2 separate regions of the Columba livia genome follow, and region 2 is linked to region 1. A link is a contact called in public Hi-C data. All regions are on one chromosome and are shown on one strand. The core of a region is the stretch at or near the end of the contact, and the rest is flanking DNA. Distances in the headings are between cores, read along the strand shown.

Region 1 (3,632 bases), core at 844-3,343:
ACTGAAATGTTGCTTTGAAAAAGGTTTGATTGTATTAGCGGGAGAAGCACATCTCCCACAGCAAAGGCTGACTGCCGTCAGTAATCCCCTTCCCTAGGATGCTCGTTACAAATCTGGCTGGTAGGGAAGAGCTCCCGCCCCGCACCGAGACAAAGCAGCTCCAAATTTTAACTTTGTCATCACAAGCCTGTAAAGCTGATCTTCACGACAGTGTGTGTGGCAAAATGAAAGGCACTGGCAAAGCTGCTCTCCTGCTATTTGCCCGATATGGATTCACAACTCAAATCTCTTGCTCTAAGATAAAGAAAGCATTTCTCCAGATCACTTACCTTTATTTGCTGCAGGAGAGAACAGCTTCTCAGAGCCTACAGAAGCCTGAAAAAGAAAGAGAAAAAGAGGGTGAATAACACTAAAGGAGAATTTAGGAAGGCTTGCTCACAAAAACACAGCTCATAAACCAAGTCGGTTATCTGTAGACCTGCAATTACACATTGCACCTGGAGGGTGCAATGTTGCGCCATTAAAGAATAAGCATGCATCCTAAGAAGATGAAAGCAAAGCGTATACAAGTACTGTCCCGATCTCACCCAGCTACATCCTCCTGCCCCGTTTATTCAGGCAGCCATGCAATGCACAGCTATTTTATCCATGATTCCTCACATGAAAACAAAACCAGTGAAACTGCTATCAAGCTCAAGGAAAAAAAAATCAAAGCCTCTCTCTTTGAAGATAAGCTCATTTCTTGCCGAACATGCAAAATGTAATTTCTGTGTTGGAAACACAAGTTGCAACTGAACACATCTGTATGAAAGAGGGTGTTATACAATATTATGCCAAATGACAGGTACATGCTGCTATGCACTTAGTTGAGTATGAAACAAAATGCCTTCCTCCTGGAAGAAGCCCATCTCCCTGCAAACGGGGTCGCACTTTGCTGTTGGAGCTCCACAGCATTTGTATTTGTGCTCCTCACCGCTCTGGGAAATAGCTAAAGAAATCCAATTAACCTAAACCTTGTAAACAGCTTCACAATAATCAGGGTCACTGGGTTGCAGACAAGATGATAATGACATACAGGAAAGAAAGTCCATTCATTGTAAATAAAGCTTTTATGAGTTGATTTGATGGTTTCCTTCCCTCCGCGCTCTGATATCAAACAGTCAATCTGTTTCAACTCGAGCTCTTCCTCCTTCTATCTGATAGAACAGCACGTGGCCTCTACAGAGCCAAAGCTGGCCTGGGCGCAGGAGCTCCGGACAGCTGCGACCAGCGCGGCGCCCTGGCACCGGCTGCTGCGCGAACACAACGGGAGACGGACGAGGCTGAAGAGTAAAACACACGGGAAGTGCAAAAAGCCTTTCTGTGACTCTGCCTTAGAAGCTATGAACCAATTCAACACATGGCTGAACCAAGCTGATTTTATGTTTTGTTTTATTGATTTTATTCTAATGTGCCTTAGGAGATTTATATGATAAAGAACACTATGAATTGTATTACATCGTTACATATTTTTAGTGATGACTCAGAAGGAAAAAAACCCAAAACAAACAGTAAAATGCAAGAAGATCTGTGTGAGATACAGTAAGAAACAAGAAAGAATGATCTATTAATGTTATTTCTAAGTAAAGTGGCACTGCAAGCTTGCACTGAATGTCTTATTTAATGCAAATGTATAAAAAAGATAGGGAAAACGACATGAAAAATAGGTTGAGGCTGAGACACATAAGAAAGAAATTCTGAATCATGTCCACGACAAAGCTGCATGTGTAGCTGTGGCATGTATGAGCATTACACAGCTCAGCAAAAGGATCCTGAAATCTTAGGGAAAATCAGTTACCTGCATGATCCCTTCACTGCGTGGAGTAAAGAGAGGAAGAACCAGGATTAAACAAGGCTTTGCCTAGGCTGGTTTGCAAAGAAAGTGTAACAGTGTCACACAGCAGCAACAACAGCGGTGTATATAACGTTTGTCAGCCAGCTCTGAATTTACAATCCATTGTTACAGTCCACGCAAAGTCACCACGCACACAGAACACATCCGCAGGCCCCGGGAACGCACGCACACAGCAGCTGACGCAGAGCCGGGACCTCGCCGCGCAGCGCTCCGCGAGCGCCGGGACACGGGGCACGTGAAGAAAGACGACGGACCCGTTTTCCAGGCTATGGGACTTGGGAGTGCTTGCACTAAAGCCCACGCAGCACATCGGCAGCTGAGCCACAACCCTGAGCGCCGGTTCCGAGAGGAGCCGCTGCCCTGCCCCGGCTGGCCCCGGCTATTCCCCACTGTCCCTGCTGTCCCAGCTGTGCCCCCGTCCTGGCTGGCCCCGGCTGTCCCGGCTATTCCCCGCTGTCCCGGCGGTCCCCTGGCTGTGCCCCTGTCCCAGCTGTCCCGGCCAGCCACTGCCGCACCAGCCCAGCTTGGTGCTTCGCCTCATCTGGAAAGCTGGGTCCTGCCAACTTTATGGCAACCACCAGCTCACTCCCATCTGTGTAGTTCAGCCCCAAGGATTTAATACAGACCGGCACTGTTTAATCACGAGCTCAAGATCTCAGTTGCTGTAGGTCCAAGCCGTACAAAAACAATGTTTAAGGAAGTCAAGTGAGAAAATACACTTTAAAGAGAAAGACACATGGATTATTGCTCAGCCTTCTGATAACAGTGTGTGGCACCACCTTCAACAATCAGAGTCAACATTTACAGAGCAGCGTTCTCAACATCACGGCCACAGTTTACAGACACAAACCTTTACACCTCGAGTTTACAGTAACTGTGCTCTCACTTCTGGCGATTTCTAACTCCGGATCTGAGCATTTTTTGGCACGAGCACCATTCTGAAACAGTGAATGCCTGTGCTGTAGGACATGCTGCGAGCTGCTGCAGAGGCAGGCGGGGAGCTGGGGGAGGAAGAGCCTGAAAACATCATTCAATTCCCTCAGCCGCCCTTTAAAGGAAGCATACAATAAACCTATGTGACTGAGGGAGCCCACTAATGAGTGAAAAAATCCAGCAAACCCATGCATCTGCGTAACAAGTCCCCTCCCAAACTTCCTGCTGTTTCAGGCAAATCATTTGCATATGTTTAAGAAAGAATTAGAAAAAAAAATAAGTGGAATTCTTCACTTGTGAGCAAAAGCAGGCACTTGGAGTCCTTCCTGCGGGTGGGTCCAAGCCATCCCAGGAAATCACACTTTTTTGATGAAACCAGAAGTTTCCTTCCCCCCTTTCACCGCCCCCGCCCGTCTGCACCTCGAGCACCCGCCCAGGGGCCCGGGCAGCTGCAGCAGCGCCCGCACCCGCCGGTCTTGCATTGCCCCCAATCCCTTTTTGTTGCTGAATAAGGCAGAGAAACATCCCCAGCCTGAAGCAAACAACGAAAGACACCTCCAGCCCTCCTTGTGCATCCCAACAACAAGACACCTCCAGCCCTCCTTGTGCATCCCAACAAGACACCTCCAGCCCTCCTTGTGCATCCCAACAACAAGACACGTGCAGTGCTCCTTGCGCCTTCGCTGCTCGCGCCCAGCGCCACGCAGTGCCACGCAGCGCCACAGCAGAGCCCACCACAGGCATGTTTCCACAAAAACTGCCGCTTGTAGGGACCCACTCTCACTCCCAATAACCACCTTTGCAT
Region 2 (3,880 bases), core at 607-3,106, 40 kb after region 1:
ATCTTCATTAGTTTGCTTCCTTCCCTAGCAGACTAGGAATACCAGTCAGATTGGGAATTGAAATCACGAAAAGGCAACAGAACTGCATGTGAATCAGAAGTCGAGGCTACAAAGGTCTCCGCGCTGATGGACGCGCGGCACACGGCGCCTTGCACGGCGCGTTCGGGGAGACCAGGCAGCCGAGGGCCCGCGCGTCTGTCCCTCTCCGCGGCAGCGAGGTCACGTCCCGGCGACCATCGTCTGCCCGGTCCCTGCAGCAATCGCTGCAGGGTTAACCGCTTTTCCGCTCCCCAGATTCCCAGCCCCGCCACTGTATCAAGGTTATCTATTATTGGCAGTGACAGGTGAAAATTAATCTCCTAATTATTTCTTGCTGCATAATCTGCACTGAAGAAGTAACATAAAAGGATTACAGTACACCCTCTACGAAGGCTTTGCTAGAGAGCCAGTCATCCAGGGAGACAGAACCTATGTGGCTAAAGATATTTATGATGGATTTCCAACCATCTTGAAGGCAGACTATACTATGACTTCATAACCTACAGCTCTGTAGTAAGGATCTGCTTGCAGGTATCTTAATAGCCTAAACATTTGTTGATCTATTCCACACAAACAAACAAGATTTGCCTATTATGTCCCTGATTCTGCTCCGGTACAGCAGTTACTGCAGAAACAGCATCCACACACAGATGGTTTTCACCCCCACAGAAACATCATGGCAAACAATGTACCCAGCCTGCTTTAACTCGCTATTAAAAATCTTGAAGCTACCTTCCACAGCAATTCAACCATAACGTTCTTCCAGAAACACACAAGCTAGGCTGTGTTCTTAACTTTCAAAATTAAGAATATTTTACAAAATATCTCTTTTTGTACAAGAGTAAGCTAGAGCGATCTTTGTTAATGAAAGCAGCCACCTTGAAACACTGTCTTCACCTAGATTCTCCTACACCCACCAGAAAGTAACATTTTAAAAAATGATATTAAAGAACACATGTTTTATTTATCTTTAACCCTTTCAATGCAGCTGCATAGGGCACAAATGGTTGTTTTGGGGAAACCTGTTTTTCTATATCCATGTCAACAGCACCATCCTTGTTTCAGTTTACAAGAACCAACACTCACAGGTTGCTATTCTTAGCGTTTAAAGTGACATCGGCTACCCCGAGACAGGCTGAAGACCCCGTGAGGGGGCAATGCCGAGCCCCGTCCGCAGCGCTGCGGGGCAGCCCACGCCGCCCCGGCGTCACCGCCCGCCATCGGCTCCGTCCACCAGCATCAGCTGCACAGACTTTCCGTTCCCCTGACGGTGACCTTCTCCACAGGATGCAGAAATGTCAGTGACTTATGCAAACTCTCAGTGCTTAAATCCGGCATCATTTTCCACCCTTTTGGAAAGCAAAGCCCTGCCACAAACTCGCAAAGCAAGGCGCTGGGCGGCAGCGAGCAGCCGCCGCTCCCCTCGGCGCTTCCAGCCACCAGGACCCGGCAGCTGCGTCAGCGTCAGGTGAATCAGAGCCCACACTAAACCCAGACACAAACCAAAACCATCGAGGCAGCACTAAAACCGGGACTGGCCTGCAACACCCACGCACACCTCGACAGCTGTAACACGTCCCGGCCGCCACACGGTGGCACACAAAATACTGCAAAATATTATCATCGATGAAATGCTGAAATAGGGGCCTGGACGTCAAACCAACCATTGCACCTTGGACTTCCCAAGCAGCAACAGCTGTGCAGCCCTGCCCGGGCCACCGGCCACCGCGGGCGGCCGCTGCGCCACCCCGGCTGCTGCAGCGCGCTTGTGACTCCAGGGACAAAGGCCGGGCGAGCCGTCTGAAGAACCACCAGGATCACCGGCGCTCGGCTCCGAACGAGCGGCCCGATGGCGGCGCGGCCCGCTGCAGCGGCACAGGCGTTCTGTTCGCCCGCCCTCCGCCGGGCCGCGGGAAACATGCCGCAGGGCGCGAGTGCCAAAATGAATTCTCTTCCTGTTTAAGGCAATGGCTACTAAAAAAGTCAGGCTGCATCTGAGTCACTTCTAACAAGCACTTTCTTCTCTGCCTGAAAGTCAGCTCCCAGAGGATCCTTAGGATCTTGCGGGGACTCTGAAAACGCGATCCAGCTGCCGCTGCTGTGGGTGACTCCAGGGCATCACATACATGCACTTCTATACGTTTCATTTTAACCAGCATGAGGATAAGGTCATCTATGTTCACACCATTAAGTCTAGAGATTTTTCTCTTCCTTCGGACCTATTTTCAACAGATAAACAGAAATAATTTAATGAAGCCTAGAACAGAACGTAAGCCCTTAATGGTTCACCTTTGGCGTTAAATAAGTAAGGAAATGATTCACTAACATCTCTCATTTTGTGGACGTTTTAATCTCATGGTTACCTAATCTCTTCCATAACAGTAATGAGAACAAAAGAAACGTGTACAGAGGCAAAGCACCCACCTACCAATGCAACAGTACTATGTTTAACAAGCCTATTTTTCAGTAATATGTTTTGCTTATGTAAATCTGAAGAACAAATTCCTATCCACAGGCATTTTCCCCAAATGCTCCATCACCAACCTCATTATGTGATACAGAAATTATCCCAAGGGACATTATGTAATGACAATCCCTCCTTCCTCTCCCTAAGGAGTGTATTTCTCATTACGTGTCCTAGTAATTGATCGGTCTAGGAAATAATTTCTGGTAAAACCACATGTTTCTTTACCTAGTTCAGAATTTCCATCTTTATTCAGAAGGATAAAAGACTTCAAGAAACGCTAAAATTTCCATTTCTGATGCAGAACGCCAACCTCTGCTCAAACGTGCTGTTACGTGAAGAGCAACACATTCTTGTACCTGCCTGACTTCAGATACTGTAAATTCACAGTCATTAAAATTAACCACCTTGCATTTCCTATTCCAATGATACAAGTAATTTTACATGACTGAATTGTCTGTAATGGCTTTTAAAAGATTGCTTCATATTCAAATACATCCGGACACCACAACCCGTAGCTATTGCGGGTCACTCAACCCAAGGATGCTGAAGTCAAGGGAGAAAAGAAGAGGAGATTTGCGGCAGAAAACGACAAACACATCTGTGCTTTCCAGAAGCGCCGCACAGCAGCCTGGCCCCGTGACGAGTGCAGTCCTTCTACTGCGCTTTTGGCTACACGGCACCATTAAACATCTTAACAGCTTTCAGTTTAAAAAGCAACAACAGCAAACACCAACGTTTACACCCTTTACTGACACATCAACTTCAAATCGCGACATTCTTGCGAAATCAAAGCAAACCGAACATCAACTGCTGCTACACGGCTGTAGCTCACCGCTGGAATTCGAAGCATACTCAATCCCTTTCTCACGCTGAACACCCAGAGCCACCAGCGCCGCCGCCGTCCGGCTGGGCCGGCACAGCCCGCGGGTCCCACGCGCCACCGCACGCCCGGCACAGCAACACCGGGACGTGCTCCGCTCCCTCGTCTGCCTGCGGGAACAGGCTGCCCCTCGCTGATAAACAGGGCTTAAGGTTTCGCTCAGAATAACCCACCTTCGAAACAAAGTAAACCTAAAAAAATCACTCTGCACTAGCGAAAACTCAACATCCAACTAAACAAAACACTGCTCGTTTTACAGGATTAATCAGGCAGCCGAAGCTGCTGCCTTTTGGCTTTAGCACAGGGCGGCTTTAGGGGACTTGTCAGCAAAGAACATTCCTGAAGAGAGCATTAGAAGTCTGCTGCTTGTCGAAGTTAATGCTGTGTACAAGCAAGCAGCTCGTCCTTGTAAGTCTGTATGCAGGGAAAATCGGATTTATCCATAAACATAAACCTCTGAAGTAACTTCTGATCAGGGATGACCAGAGATTTAA

Evidence for each region. A called contact is a pair of places that touch in the nucleus more often than the background predicts.
Region 2: a Hi-C map of crop shows a contact between it and region 1, with 1.8 times the contacts expected there. The contact joins two enhancer-like sites. A contact is called at or near these places in 2 of 2 Hi-C or Micro-C datasets (crop and liver).

What each region holds. Positions count from the first base shown.
Region 1 is chr17:375,843-379,474 of bColLiv1.pat.W.v2, forward strand. FBRSL1 (fibrosin like 1) reads right to left here. Exons shown (of 19, transcript XM_065033314.1): 6 at 330-375. Among named protein-coding and RNA genes, the nearest start is that of CHFR, 92 kb to the left of the region's middle. Within about 2 kb of position 2,094, at least 1 of the 3 cell types and tissues checked has an H3K27ac peak away from gene starts, as active enhancers do.
Region 2 is chr17:416,270-420,149 of bColLiv1.pat.W.v2, forward strand. The region is part of intron 5 of FBRSL1 (fibrosin like 1); the gene reads right to left. Among named protein-coding and RNA genes, the nearest start is that of CHFR, 130 kb to the left of the region's middle. Within about 2 kb of position 1,857, at least 1 of the 3 cell types and tissues checked has an H3K27ac peak away from gene starts, as active enhancers do.